2 separate regions of the Drosophila melanogaster genome follow, and region 1 is linked to region 2. Evidence: chromatin contacts called from public Hi-C data. All regions are on one chromosome and are shown on one strand. The core of a region is the stretch at or near the end of the contact, and the rest is flanking DNA. Distances in the headings are between cores, read along the strand shown.

The links. A called contact is a pair of places that touch in the nucleus more often than the background predicts.
Region 1: a Hi-C map of the Kc167 cell line shows a contact between it and region 2, with 2.4 times the contacts expected there. A contact is called at or near these places in 11 of 107 Hi-C or Micro-C datasets (the Clone 8 cell line, the Kc167 cell line, the S2 cell line and 5 more) and 1 of 7 datasets of targeted methods (the Kc167 cell line).

What each region holds. Positions count from the first base shown.
Region 1 is chr2L:20,118,775-20,126,159 of dm6, reverse strand. No RefSeq gene overlaps it. Among named protein-coding and RNA genes, the nearest start is that of CG10651, 12 kb to the left of the region's middle.
Region 2 is chr2L:19,582,245-19,589,244 of dm6, reverse strand. Lar (Leukocyte-antigen-related-like) reads right to left here and starts at 2,622. Exons shown (of 19, transcript NM_001273668.1): 1 at 2,159-2,622. CG10366 reads right to left here and starts at 5,010. Exons shown (of 3, transcript NM_136151.3): 1 at 4,693-5,010; 2 at 3,330-4,615; 3 at 2,805-3,262. The coding sequence starts at 4,899. The coding sequence ends at 3,019. It overlaps Hakai (hakai,), which reads left to right and starts at 6,771. Exons shown (of 3, transcript NM_176061.3): 1 at 6,771-7,000. The coding sequence starts at 6,875. PCNA2 (Proliferating cell nuclear antigen 2) reads left to right here and starts at 5,255. Exons shown (of 2, transcript NM_136150.3): 1 at 5,255-5,425; 2 at 5,560-6,422. The coding sequence starts at 5,318. The coding sequence ends at 6,219.

The sequences.
Region 1 (7,385 bases), core at 3,755-6,254, 530 kb before region 2:
TGCCGCACACTTCCGCACAATGCGACAAAGTACAGCAAAAAGTACAGCAGAAGCTTCTGCAGGGAGGAGACGTATCTTAAGGCGAAACAAAAAGTTGCAAGTCGGAGACAAAGTGGGCCACAGGTCCAATAAAAAAGTAAAGGATGCGAAAACATCCACATCAGGGTGCTGCGACCGAAAGCAAGAGCAAAATCGAGCCAGATACAGACTGAAACCAAAACCGATGTGCTCCATCCACACTCTTTGGAAACTGAGATGCATGAGATGCACGACCCTCCTGTCCTTTCGTCCTTTCTGTCTGTCTGACAGTCTGTGTGCTTGCTGACAGCAGGATGGCAGAAATTCAAGTCAACACTCACAAGTGGAAATTAAAATAAATCCAAAAAATACTACTGAAGGAGCATTCATATGTTAGTACAGAACACAACGGTGTACCTCAAATAAATCATATTTTACGATTTTGTGCAATTCGCTCAGCAATAAAATAGCATAAAGAATGATAAAAACCTTAAAGTAATTGCTATATATCCTAATTTAAAGATAATATTAGAGGATAATAGAGGATAATATTAGAGGACATCTCGAGCCCATACCTAAAGATATTGCGGCAAGATAATACCCAATAGTAGTGTGTATTTCTTCAAATCAGTCAATCGCTAGGCTCCACTGTAGCCAGCAATGGCTATATATTGCGGCAAGGACATAACTTGGTCGTCAGCAGCTTGTGTGCAACGCGTATGCGTATGCAAGTTTGCCCCTTCCTCCGCAGAGAAGCCACTTGCAGCCGGTGAATGGTGAATGTCATGCTCACACAGATACGCACGCACACAGCGGCACTCTTGTAGGAGGAAGCAGTCGATCCTTGAGTTTTCGTATAAATCTATAGCAGCAGCACGAGACCGAGAAGAAGTAGTACACACACAACATACACACACACATCATTTATATATTTGAGGGTAATGCATATTTATCTTAAGCACTAGCGCACACTAAGACAGTCGAGGCAACTTAAGGGCATTTTCAAGCTGAATAGCCACGATTTATCTCCCCTCCCCGCCACTCACCACCCCTTCCCAACTATCGGAACTATCTGTCTGACTGCAAACCCTTGGTCTTTTGATCGAAAATAACTGTGTGGAAAAGTTGCGAAATTAAATCGCAGAAGTTGGTTGCAAGTAAACCGATAAAAAAGATTGCAAGAAGTTAAACCTTTCTAAGGGGCGAAGTGTCACACGTAAAGGTTGCCAAATAAATTATATTAAATCATAAAATTCGGATGCATAAGGTATAAATACATACATATAAGTGAAGCAGTCTATTATCGTAACTTGGAAAATATTAACTTGATCCCACGTTGCATAATCATCATTTTATAAGATGCTCGAAATGTTAGTCTAGAATTCTTGCTTAAAGTGTGCAAGCTAGCATAATCTTAAATTTGACTTCCATTATACGAAAACTGTCTCATTGAAGATAATGGGCCACTTACGCTTACAGTAGCATGAATAATATCGTAAGCAAACCAGTTCGAGTAAATTGGATAATCGCCATTGAGAGAACTGGGACGACCTCTGTCACTTTGTTATTGATAAAACCAATTGGGACTCTTTTTTTTACGCAAACATTGTGCTGAAAGAAGCAAGATACAATATATTGCTACGGTTCTGAATATAACCTTACTGGTACAGTTAGCAATATTTAGAAAAATTTGTTAAATCGCAGACTTAAACTCACTCTTTGGGGTACTTTTGGGACTCGGAAAATTTTGTTTTTTTCCTACTATCTTATATTCTATTCAAAAGTCTGCTTCCTGATTGATAATTAATTTGGAAAAACACATTTCCGTAAGCATTAATATTTAATGCGCCATATTTTCCGGCGCATTTAATGTAGGTTTCAATGGTGCATGCCCCAAACTTGCTATCCCAGATCCAGATAAACGAAACCAAAACTGCTCCAGCCATCCAACTATTTGCCGGTGTGAGCCACAACGCAACAGAAAGTAGTCAAAAGTTATAATTTCAATTTCGGCAACAAGCGAGAACTTTTCGCAGCTCGTTGGTGACTTTTGGGCAAAACATCTCGAGCAATAATTAAATAAGGAAAAAATCGCCAAGGGGCCAACAGCACCAGCAGTCAGAGGAGCAGAGCTAAATGCTAAACGGGTCTCAAGTGAATCGCGAGCGAGGCAAGCATGTTGGCTGGGAAAAAAGAGAGAACTACCAGAAATTATAATAACAGCAACTGCAACTTCAAGGGCCAACAATTGCATATGCACTTGTAGCCTTCCGTGGTGCTCCAGGACGCACAGGACTCACAGGACCCCGTGGACCCAGTAAAAAGCTGTCCATTGGCATTGCAAGAAACGGAAAAGTTTTTCAATTAAATTTGTTTAGAATTTAACTTTGCAATTGGCCCGACCTCCGAGTCCTTCAGAGAAGTTCGCAAAGAAACCATTTCGACATTTCTTCGGAGACCCCAGTGGAGCTACTTCCCTACTTCTTTTTCCGGCAAAGTGAGGGACGCAATGAGTGGCCATAAATAATTAATCCGTTCGACATTTCATCGTAATGTTTATTTGCCAACCTACAGGATCTGTTGGGTCTGCGCAATTCAAAATTGATGGGTTCATTGTGGCATTAATTGATACTGAACGTGAGTGGCATATCAAAGTGGCTCGTTTCAATTAGGCCTGATTGATGGGTGGGCCGTGCTTTTCAAAAACAACACTCTTCGACTGTAAACAAACATGTAGTGGAGCTAGCACTCAATTATATTATTCGTTTTTATTATTCGCTTTAAGCTCCACAGTAGTCGCAAGGAAACTATGCCCAATTGCATATGTTATATTTCCATTCCATTTGCAATTATTGCATTGTTATACAATAAATTTGAGTTGCACTATGCACATTTTCTCTGCTCATGTCATTGTCAATTTGCCTTCGAGCTTGTATGTATACTTGGCCTGTTTGAGCGGAAAGTTATGTGAGGAGAAAGATTAATGAGGCAAAAGCCGAAGAAGCAGGTCATGTGAGCTCAGTTTTAATTAGTCGCTCAATATGCTGCTGACCACAATAATAGTTTGTGGGTGAGTGGCTAAAGCCAATCCTGGCTCGTGTCCAGTCAACTGATGTCCTTTATGTACATAGCTACCTTTATCTGCACAGGTCCAGCCTTATCTGGCCGTTAAATCCGTTTTACGTGCTTCATGGAACAAATTGTGCCACACGCGGCATTAATAAATTACACGGAATAATTTTGATTGTGCGCCATTAACGTTTCCCACTGAATTCTCGTTTAACAATCCAAATTTTAAAACATTTTGTAAAGTACATATAATTAAGGATATTGACAACTTAAAGCTTTCGGCTTTTTCCTAACAGTTATATTGTAGTTTGATCAAAAAATGCAAGTCATCTAGACTACGTATAGTGACAGTTTATTAAGTTATGTTTTAAAAAATCAATATGCATTATAGCGAGAATGTAGAAAATACAGTTCAATAATATATTGCAGCGCTTTAAATTCAATCATTTTATGATTGCATGATTTGTAAAAGTGAATGTTCATAAATTCCACTTCACTTGGTTACAAATTCATGAAATTAGTAACGCAACTTACACGTTTCACCCGCAATGAAACTTTTCACAGGACTTTTGAACTTTCTTTTAAATGCCTTTTTCAGTCCTTTTTTCAAAGTCCTTCCACCGCAACCCTTGGCATAAATATTTACATATCTCAATGCCAAATTAGACAATGCGACCCGCAAACTTAGGGGTAAAAAACTAACGCCCTTAGCGGTCACCATTCGGCTGATTGGCGAAAAGCTCCAACAACCAGGGCCAATACGACACCCAAGATATTACAAACAAACTCAAGAAGACAGCAAACAACGTTGCAAAAAGTTAGCCAAGCTGAGGCGGCGGCAGCAAATAAAAAAGTACACAAAACTGGAGGAGAATGAAAGAACTTTATGCTAATTTCACTTTTCTTGAACGATGGCATAACCCAATTCTTCTCCCTGGCTTCCTGAGTTTTTTCCCATTTCCGTCCAGAACCAACAGATAAATGGCGCCAGAAGCTGGAAGGAAAGTGTGTGACTTGAGGTGTGAGAAGTGGCTGATATGATAATTTCCAGCATTGAAGGGCACGCAAAGTTGCCACAGGATGCGAGTCGAACGTGACCCAGGCGAGGAAAGTGATGGCTCCAGGGATGCAATCAAATCTGAAACGAAACTCTAGTTGACATTGCTTTTTATTGAAGGCTGTTATGATTTATGAAGATTTCCCAGGCTTAGATTATCCAAAAAATCACGAGTATTATATTTTAAAAAAGCTTACTTACTTTTTGGTATAACAAGGGAAATAAAAATTGGGCACCGAGGTTATTCTGACACATCATCCTCGGAGGCTTATGCAACCCACAAAGTGGGCGTAAAACAAAGGGTTTAATATGTGGAAAACAAAATTGTGTGTGTACACACAAACATTGGCATATTACATAATTTTCAGACAAGATTACTTGTATCCAGCCCATTATATAAGGGGTCAATTTAAAATATTGCTGAGCAGTTGATTTGGTCTGTGGAGGTGAATTCAAAATGAATTTCTAATTAAGGAGCTCAAAGGCCGGAATGCAATCGTAGCTGCGAGCAAACAAATACGGCTAATTAACATTTCTGCTGCTTTCTGACACGTCATCAGTCAGTCCTTTAGAGCCTATTCAAATGAATTTCCCATCCAAGATCCAACATTTAACCTGACGACAGTCCAAGCGACTGTTCCGTCCAATTGGAGTTAAATACGAAAATCCACAGGACTCGGTTCTTTCTCACATGCGCACACCAATCTTCGATTTGAACGCGTTGGCAACACACCAACATGTCCCTAGCAACATTGCCCCTTCGGTTTGAGTGAAACCAGATGAAACTGGTTGAATCGAACTTGAGTGGTAAAGTAATTCACCTTTTGTAGCTACAACATTGTGGATCTTAGCTTACAATTTCCCCTCAGTTGGCAACATGTAGGGGTAAAACTACGCCACCTGGCGGTATTTGTGCAGCCGCGTGGCTCCACCTGGAGGCCAATTTTGGGTTCTATGGCTCCACCTAGCGATTGTTTTTTCATTGTTTGCTCCACCTTGCGGTAAATTGTACTTTTGTGGCTCCTCCTAGCGGCTGATGTTAAATGGTTGAAATACTAACTTTATAAGTACTTTATGCGTCTTATTCCCTTACATTTTGCTCATGGAGTAAAAAAGAATACCTGCGGTTCCATTCATTTAGTTTTTAGAAGTGTATTTCTAGTGGTGTGTAAATGTTTCATTTATCAAATACATGTAATATTTATTTAAATATTGGTTAAAGGTTATTAATATTATTTAATGTACCAAGTTAAGTTTTAGAGAGAAGGCATATGTGTGAATAATCTTGATAACACTTAATTTTGGCTTGACAAACTCTGATAGAACTTCACGCAACACTACTACACTACTGATCGTTTCTGAAAGACCGACCGACTTATCCACCTTTCCACTACTGTCGTTTTATAACCGTTCTTTTCGATTTCTTCTCTGCCAATGCACTCTGCTCCTATCGATAGTTTCCTGCAGTGTTGCCAACTGTACTATCATGCTGCCACCACCATCATTGTTTACTCTCGTCCATCCTGTTCATCATCAACGGTAAGTCATCCTCATTGTTCTGAGCATACTTCCTCGCAACCAAGAGAAACAGTGCATTGGCTTTATTACATGCATATTTTCAACAATTCTCTCTACCTGCCCAATTCGTCTGGCAACACCAGTTGTTGTTAAGACATATGCTTAATTCCATTTTTCTTGACGTAATGATCAGCATGCAAAGTGTGTAACGGCTTGTCACCTTTCTCAATGCTAAATGTTTCGACAGGAGCCGGGAGCTAGTAAGGATTTCTTTCTGGATTTATTTGGCTTAATGTTGCTACTGCAGGTAGGTGATCAGAAAATAGATCGTATTTTGTTTAAATTGAAAGTTTATTTATTGGCACCCCATTTACGACAAAAAAGTCCAAAGCTGTTGGCGTCAGTCTAGTGTTAGATGAGTAAAAGGTAGGTTCACCTGTAGCTATAACTTCACTAGAACTAGTTACGATGGCCTCTTGCAGTCGTTTTCCTCGACTGCATGTCCTTAGGTTGGCCCACCATTGGAGCTTAGCATTGTAATCCCCTCCTGCTATACACTTGGGGCCCAATGTGATCAGTAGCTGATCAAAGTCGTTTTTAGTCCAAGGCTTATTTGGAGGAAGATACAGAGAAGCTATTTTGATAATACTACCACTTGTTGGTACATCGAGACTGGTGACTTGTAAATCAGTGCGCATTGTTGATTTATTTTGACTGTGGCGAATATTGGCTTTGATGAAGATTGCAGAACCTTCTTTGGCGATGTTACTTAGATGAAGAACGTGGACTAGATTACGAAAAGCTTTGTTGGACTCAACGTTTCCATGACTAATTTAAATAATTGATCCAATCTGGCGTTAATTTCCAATATTGCCTTCTCGACAGTGGCAAGGTTACTGTTAGAGTTGTATTGCTCCCCAGTACTCAATCCAGTGGAGACTGAACAGGCTTCTGGCGGGACAGAGCAAAGGACAGGAGTTTGCGGCTAGCGCAGCACCTGTTTACCCCAGTCTGGGAACGGTCTCCTTGCCACTAATAACGGATGGTAGCGGTAGTACCTGTAAGCAAACATCAGCCAAGCATAGGAGGATCCCGCAGCTGAGAGTATTAATATTCAATATTCATTGAATCCGCGAGGTGATCAAACCATAATCCAGAATGAGAGCAAACGGGTATCTAACTGGGAACACTAAGGTACACGAACTTCGAAATTATTTAAGTTAATTGACTAGCGTACTATTCCCCTTCTTAGGCAACTGAATCTAATCGGTATCAATTTTTACGATTCTTAATATCTAACTTATTTACAAAGGTTATATGATTAAGAGTATTAAAGAAATGAAATGTTTAGGCAGTAATATTTAGAAGATTTTAATTAAGTAGGATTTATTTTAAGTCCCGGTCAGTCTTGAGGGTGGTATGAGAATTCACTACTTGCATTGCTCAACAATATTTCTTTTATACACATTTGTTTTTTTTTTTTAAATATTTTCAAAATATTAAATGTGTATTTAAAAAAAAACTTTAATGTGTATTTTACAAATATTAATATTTCCTAAGTCCAAGTGTATTGAGTAGTTTTTCTCATGTATAAAAAGCTCTGATAAAGCTGTTAAATGCTCGGTTTCTTCTAAAATTACCGATCCAGGGAACACCATGGGGAGGCCTTAAAAGTGTATTATGAACTTAGAAATATTTTAATGTTTAACATTAAAACATTCTC
Region 2 (7,000 bases), core at 1,373-3,872:
CCAGAAATCAATTGGCTTCCACCCTCGCGAAGCAAGGATTTAGGGATGCCTACCCTGGTCAATGGACTTGAAGCAACCCCGAGAAGGAAAACTGCAAACTTTTCCAAGGGGCATGCATCCCGGTTGCAGGCGGCAGCCAGTGTTTCCACACTAGGGTGTATCGGGTGTCCTGTGTATTCAGCTAAAACATCTAATTAAAATTCCGCCTTCGCCAAATAGAAATGAAAAGTCATTTGAGCGAGAGGAAATGAGCGTTTCCATAGTCCGGCCAAGGAAAGCGGAAAATGAAATAGCGAACCTATTGATAACCGGAAAGCTGAAGCTGAATCTTGCTACGCTTTTCCGCAGGGCAAAACAATTTCAATAAGGAAATTCTTACTTTGACAAGCCATTTGGCCCCATAATTGCCAACTAATGAGGCTGGCGGGCGAGTTTTTAATTTCGACCCGGCTGAAATGAGTTTGGCGCTGGCTTGAAAGAGACACTTTAAGAACTTGCCACCGATAAAAGGCGACAGCAGCAACAGCTTGGCAAAGTTCTTTCGGCAATTAACTTGCCGCACATTAAATGATAAAAAGAAGGCAGTCGTAAAAAAAAAAAAAGAAACAGAGTGCGAGCAGCAATCTTCCTGGGGTGGCAAATACAAGGAGCCCAAACTCGGGACCAGAAGGACAATAAAGTTGGAGGCACAAAGACAAAGCAAAGGCCACAGGCGGGAGTTCAGAGGTTGCAGTTGCAATTTGGGTCAAGCCAACAAGATAATGCGGTTCGCGGCTTCTATCCACTTTTTCCTGCCCGCCGCTCAAAGTTTTGTTTGCATCTTCCACTTCGCAAGGAGCCCGCGTTTTAATTCCAACTTTCGGTCTGAATTTTCGGTAGTGAATTTAACATAACGTCCAGTTTTAGCAACTTTAACTTGATTCCCGTGACTTAATGAAAAGCTATTTATGTTTTGAGATTTTTGTGGGATTCCCAAAAACTTCAGGAACAAATGCTCGAATTTGATAAGTGTATAAGTGGGGTATATTTAATACTATGGTTTCGACAATAATTTCATCTAAGTTTTAATCTAATCAATTTAATAGATATAAGGCATGTTTTAGAACATAAACTTGCAACTCTGTATCAGTCAAAAGCAACGCTCTTTGAAAGATACTTTTTGATTAGATTTCATAGCTAAAGTATCTTTAAGTACAAACCAAAAAGGTTTGAGTTGGCAATGCAAACCGATTTGGCAAATGTCCGTGCTGAGCTATACTAATAACTTAATATATTTTGGGCAATGTTAGGCACTCTATTTCTTAATCTTTATAGACCCTCAATCCTGACATTCTGATTTACACAATCACCACCCATTTGATTTCATAGATCTCCGAATGAAGAAGAGTTAAAAGCGGGCTTGCTGCACCGATTCGGAAGGCACACTGCACTGTTGCGTCGGATTACGGACACCAGACACATTTTGGAGGCGACTCTGGGACTTTGCCACCGTCTCCGCTGGCCAACTTCGAGTCCGCCCACGCAACTATGAATTTTCATGGGACTGGTTTGGTTTGCTTTGGTTTTGGAACAACAATTGCGAGCAGCACGACGAGATTTCCATGCTGCTGGGTGTTGGGTTTTGGGTTTTGGGTTTCTCGCACACATGTTACACATTTTCATCGATTCGTAGCAGTGGCTTTAGTATATGGCGGAGTAATTAATGGCAAAAACTTACAACAGAATCGATTTTTATTCACACGGACACTCAAACACACACACAAACACACACACACACATGCAAGTGGCGCGTAGTGTGCGTAAAAAACAAGTGGGAAAAACGCCGACAAAAAGTCTCGATATACAGGGTGCAATTCGAAAACGCTCACTTTGCTGGTACTCGGAACACCGATAGCAACACTTTGCACAACAAATACGAGCTGAGAGTGACGAAAAACAATAATTTTTTGATAATTTCGCGCAGCCAAAGCGATGTTGGTGTTGTTCTTTCGTGTGGTTCGCGAGCGAACTGATTCCGAAAATCCGAAACCAGGGATGGGGTGGCACAGAAACAGCTGTGGAGTCGCGGACCAGGGCTGCGCAGGAACTTTTAACTTACTTAAAAGTGTTACTTTTCGTAACGTTAACAATTTGTTTAAGATCATTTTTTTTTACTTACACTTCGTATTTTTGATTTGATCTTTTGTTAGGTTCTTGTGTCAGCTGCTTTGCCTGCTCTTTTGATTTTCGCACCCACTCTCAACTAATTTCACTGAATATTTAATTGAAAGACTATTTTTTCGTAAAGCTTTCGGTTTTCAATCCACTTTTCACACTTCGCAGCCCAAATTTGGTTATTTGAAGTTCATCGTTCGTTTTGGGGCATTTAGTGCACTTTGTTTTTATTGGGGGATAAATCGATTTTTTTGATTTTTCGGCTCGCACGTCGGAGTAAAGGGACGCACTTCACACTTCCTTTTCCACACTTTGTTTACTGCCCAATTTGGTCATGTTGGATTCAGGGATTATTTGCTTGGGCTTTTCACACATCTCAACGGCTTTCAATTCGATTTACTGGTTTTCGGCAAAAGTTTTCATCAAGAGCAGGACACGAGAAGGCGCACGCTGTCAACTGAACTAAATTCCTTTATACCAGGACAGGATTCAAATGGGGGTGGCTTCGCTTCGCCTCAGATTCCGACTCCGGAACCCAGAGCACATGCGCCATCCACGGATGCGTTCAAATCCCACTTTCCCGCTCGCGCACTTGAGTTATTCCGGAACCATAAACAATAAAATGTACCCGAAATAGAAAGATCCTAACTCATAAGCAAAATATTTAATTTCCCGTAGAAGCTCTCTTTCTAATTACATTAGCTCATATACTTTAAATTAATTATTAAGTCGACTTACACATTCTAGTGTATGCAAAACAATCTCAACTATATCTTTAAACAGCTATAAATACACAACATACGGCGAATTTGGAAACAAAACTTCAAACTTGTGCTATTTGAAGGGGTGAACTCAAGTGGGGGGTCAGCGATAGTCGATCATGATATGGTTATAAATATTATCTAACGTGGGTATAGCCGCAGCTGGGGTATCAGCTTGGGTGGCGTTCTCCCCTCCGGGATCAGGCGCTGGTTCAGGCTGAGCATCTTGGATGACGGCGGGATTCGAAGCTGGAGTATCCTTGGTGGCTGGCCTCGGTTTTTTGCCGAAGGCGAAGCAGCCACTCTGTTTGGTGGCCACCGGCGACAGATTGTCCTTGTTCTTGGTGCTACAAACGGAATTGTAATGGAATCATTTAGAAATTGTCATTATATGTACGATTTTGGTTAACCTACAATGCCTTGAGCGCCTCCAGCTTGGGTATATTTCTGTTGTGCGACCTGCCGCCGCCCGCCGCTTCTTGAGCAGCCAGCTCCTCGGGATGCGACTTCTTCTTGTGCGTGCGGCAGTTGGAGCCGTTGGCAAAGGTGCGGTCGCAAAAATCGCAGGAGTAAGGCTTCAGTCCTGTGTGCAGGATGAGGTGATTCTTCAGCGCCTTGGCGCGCTTAAACTCCCGGCCGCAGTAGTCGCACTTGTGCTGCATCTGATCCGTGTGCACCAGTCGATGGCGATTCAAGGTGGTCCGCGAATTCAGCTGCATTCCGCATTCGGGGCAGATGTACTTGTGCGGATCATGCGTCTCCTTGTGGTGTTTCAGACGATTGGCCGACTTAAAGCACTTCTTGCACACCTCGCACTCGAAGGGGGCGTAGTCCGTGTGCTTGAGGACGTGCTCCTTGAGCGCGCTCATCGAGTGCACACCCACACCGCACTGCTCGCAAATCACCGGCCGCGGCCGCTCATCCAGGTGCATGTACTGCTCGTGCTGCTGGGCGGATGCACTGGTGGCGAACTTCTTGTCGCAACTGCTACAGGCGTACTGCTTGCGCTTGGGCAGGGGCACGTGCCATTTCATGTGCCTCTCCAGCTGGTAGTGTAGACGAAACTTCTTGGGGCAATCCGGGCATTGCAGCTGCTCGGTTGTGGGCTCAGTCTGGCCATGATCCTGGCGCAGGTGGCGCTGCAGGGTTTTGGACGTGGCGTAGCTTCGCAAGCACTCGTTGCACTGGTGTCTTTTCTCAGAGTCTGCTGCATCCTCTCCAGCTTTTTCGGTACTCGGCGAGGAGCCATCCAAGCTGCCAGCAGAAGAGTTATCCTCCTGAATGCCATACACATCGCAGAGGCTCATTAGTACACGATCTTCATTCGGTTCGTAGTCGGCATCCTGCTCATCTGGCTCCTCCGTCGGCTGATCCTGCTCCTGATCTACGCTTTCCTGCTTTTCCTCTGGCGTTAGTGGGTTTGCCAGCTCGTAAGGCGACTCCTCTGGCAGAAACTCGAGCTGTTCATCCAACTTCGGCTTCTTGTCCACATAGTGCACCTCAGTCTGCGTCTCCTCGTCCAGCAAACCAAATTTCGAGCGCAGCTCGTGGAGATTTGGCCTCTCCTGGCTGGGCGTGCTCTGCAGGATGCAGTAAAGCTTCTGCACGCGGGTAATCCGTTCCGAGAAATTCACCAGCGAGGTGACCAGCGACAGGCACTCACTGCATATCGTCTCCGGCAGCTCTTCACCTCGAGTTATCTGATGATGGGGCAAGAGAAATCAAGATAAGCTGGTTAGCTTGTGGAAATCCAAGGAGCCACGAGGAGCGCACTCACATTCACCCAGAAGTACTTGCCAATGGCGGTGGCCAGTTCCATGGAGGCTGCCTCGCCGGAATCCTCGTTCTTGAGGAACACATTCAAGTTGCCTTGCACGTCGTCCTTGGCGCACAGGCGACACCACTGTCGCCAGTCGCTGCTGGGATTTCGATCGACATGGGGAGCCGCCGGAGCAGCGTGCATCTCCACCTGCGCGGCGGCCATCGGGGAGCTCAGCAGTTGGTTATAAATAAACAAATAAATAAATAAAGCGTAAACATATTGGATTGGATGGCTGGATCCGAGCTGGAACTGGATCTCGAACTAGAACTGGAGCCGGAACCAGTGTTGCAGATGCTGCCAGATCAGTCGGATTAAGTGATTTCAATTGGATACCCTTAAATAGAAAAGGATTAACCTACAGCTTTAAGTCAAATTCTAAGATCTATGTTCACTAGCTTCATCATCAGACATCAAATGAACTTAAATCCGCAACCGAAACTAATCTAACAAGCTTTGTTCTTAACTCCGCAGCAGTCCGGCATCTCTACACTTGCAGCGAAACAGCTGACTGGCTTCATTTTGTTTGTTTCCAATTGTGAATTTAACGGGACAGCGATTGTCAATTTTGAAAATTGGAAAAATGCTCGAGGCGCGTTTGAGTCAGACTTTGCTGCTGAAGAAGATCGTCGATGCACTAAAGGAAATCATCGCCCAGGGAACGCTGGACTGCAGTGAAAATGGTCTGGAGGTGAAGAGAATAACCCTCCATCTGTCATTTTGTTTCGAATTCCCATAAAAGCTGTTAAGTAGTTCCATTGAGACTTGGGACTGAAAATGAAAAGTTGAGATAAGAAATAAAGCTTTTACAACTCTATATTCCAGCTGCAATCGATGGACAACTCCCACGTTTCGCTGGTGGCCCTAAGTCTGGCTTCGGATTGTTTTGAAAAGTTTCACTGCGATCGCAATGTCTCGCTGGGCTTGGATCTGAAATCCCTGGGCAAGGTGCTTAAGTGCGCCAATAGCGACGATGCGGTCACCATTAAGGCCGTTGACAGACCGGAGAAGATTACGCTCAGCTTCGAGTCGGATGGCAAGGAGCGCACGGCGGACTACGAGCTGAAGCTCCTCAATCTGGACCAGGATCACATGGAGATTCCGAAAAAGGACTACACCTGCTTCATCCAGTTGCCGTCGTCAGAGTTCGCGCGCATTTGCCGGGACATGAGCATGTTCGACGAGTCCCTGACGATCGCCTGCTCCTCGAAGGGCATCAGGTTCTTGGCCAAGGGAGATCTGGGCACGGCCAACATTCAGCTGAGTGCGGGCACCGCCATGGACGTGAGCATTGAGGTGCAGGAGCCCGTGACCCAGTCCTTCGCCGGTCGCTACCTCAACACCTTCACCAAGGCCACTCCGCTGGCAGATCGCGTCAAGCTCTACCTGTCCGACGAGCGGCCACTCCTGGTGGAGTATCCCATCGAGGATTACGGCCACATTCGATACTACCTTGCACCCAAGGTGAATGACCCCGATTTCTAGCTGAAGAACTACTCAACTCAGTTATTGCATAAATTCGAGCGCAATTTAAAGCATAAGGAAAGGGGATAAACGATATTTTTAGGCAACAAATACCAAAAATCATTTTTTTTAAAGCATAGTATAAAAATATAACTTGTAATAAAAACTATTTAATTGTAATTAAAAAAACATTTTACAAATTCAAATTTATATACGAAAAAACTAATTTTAAACCTTGTTATTAATTATTATTAAGTTTTTAAGGTTATCTTAATGTAGATCTCACATTTTCTATTCAGAATACTTTTGTTTTTTCATGTTGAAGCTACAAAAGAAATTAGTAAGCTATTAATATGATACAAGAACGGTTAAATAGATGCTTATAATTATTGTTTTTTTTTATGTTTTTTTTTACATTCATTAAATTCAAATTAGTTTAAAAATAATTGAAAAACAGATAAAATTAAAATTAAACAAGTAAAAATATTGTATTTTAAACTGACCAGTGATGCCGGACCTTTTGATGGCCAGTGTTGTTAGGCGCAGACTGGTCACCCTAAGTTACTGCACGTATGTGGGAACAGCTGACAACCCTGGCCAAACGCAAATGCGGAGCTAAACAAAAACCGAAAAACTTAAAAACCGGCATAAAATCCCACGCAAGTACAAGTGAACAATGGACACCGAGGAAGTGAAGCGCGGCCGCGGACGAGGGCGTGGCACCAGGGCTCGCGGGCGCGGACGTGGCCGAGGACGCGGTCGTGGCAAGAAAATCGACGACAGCAGCATCGCCGACGCCGCA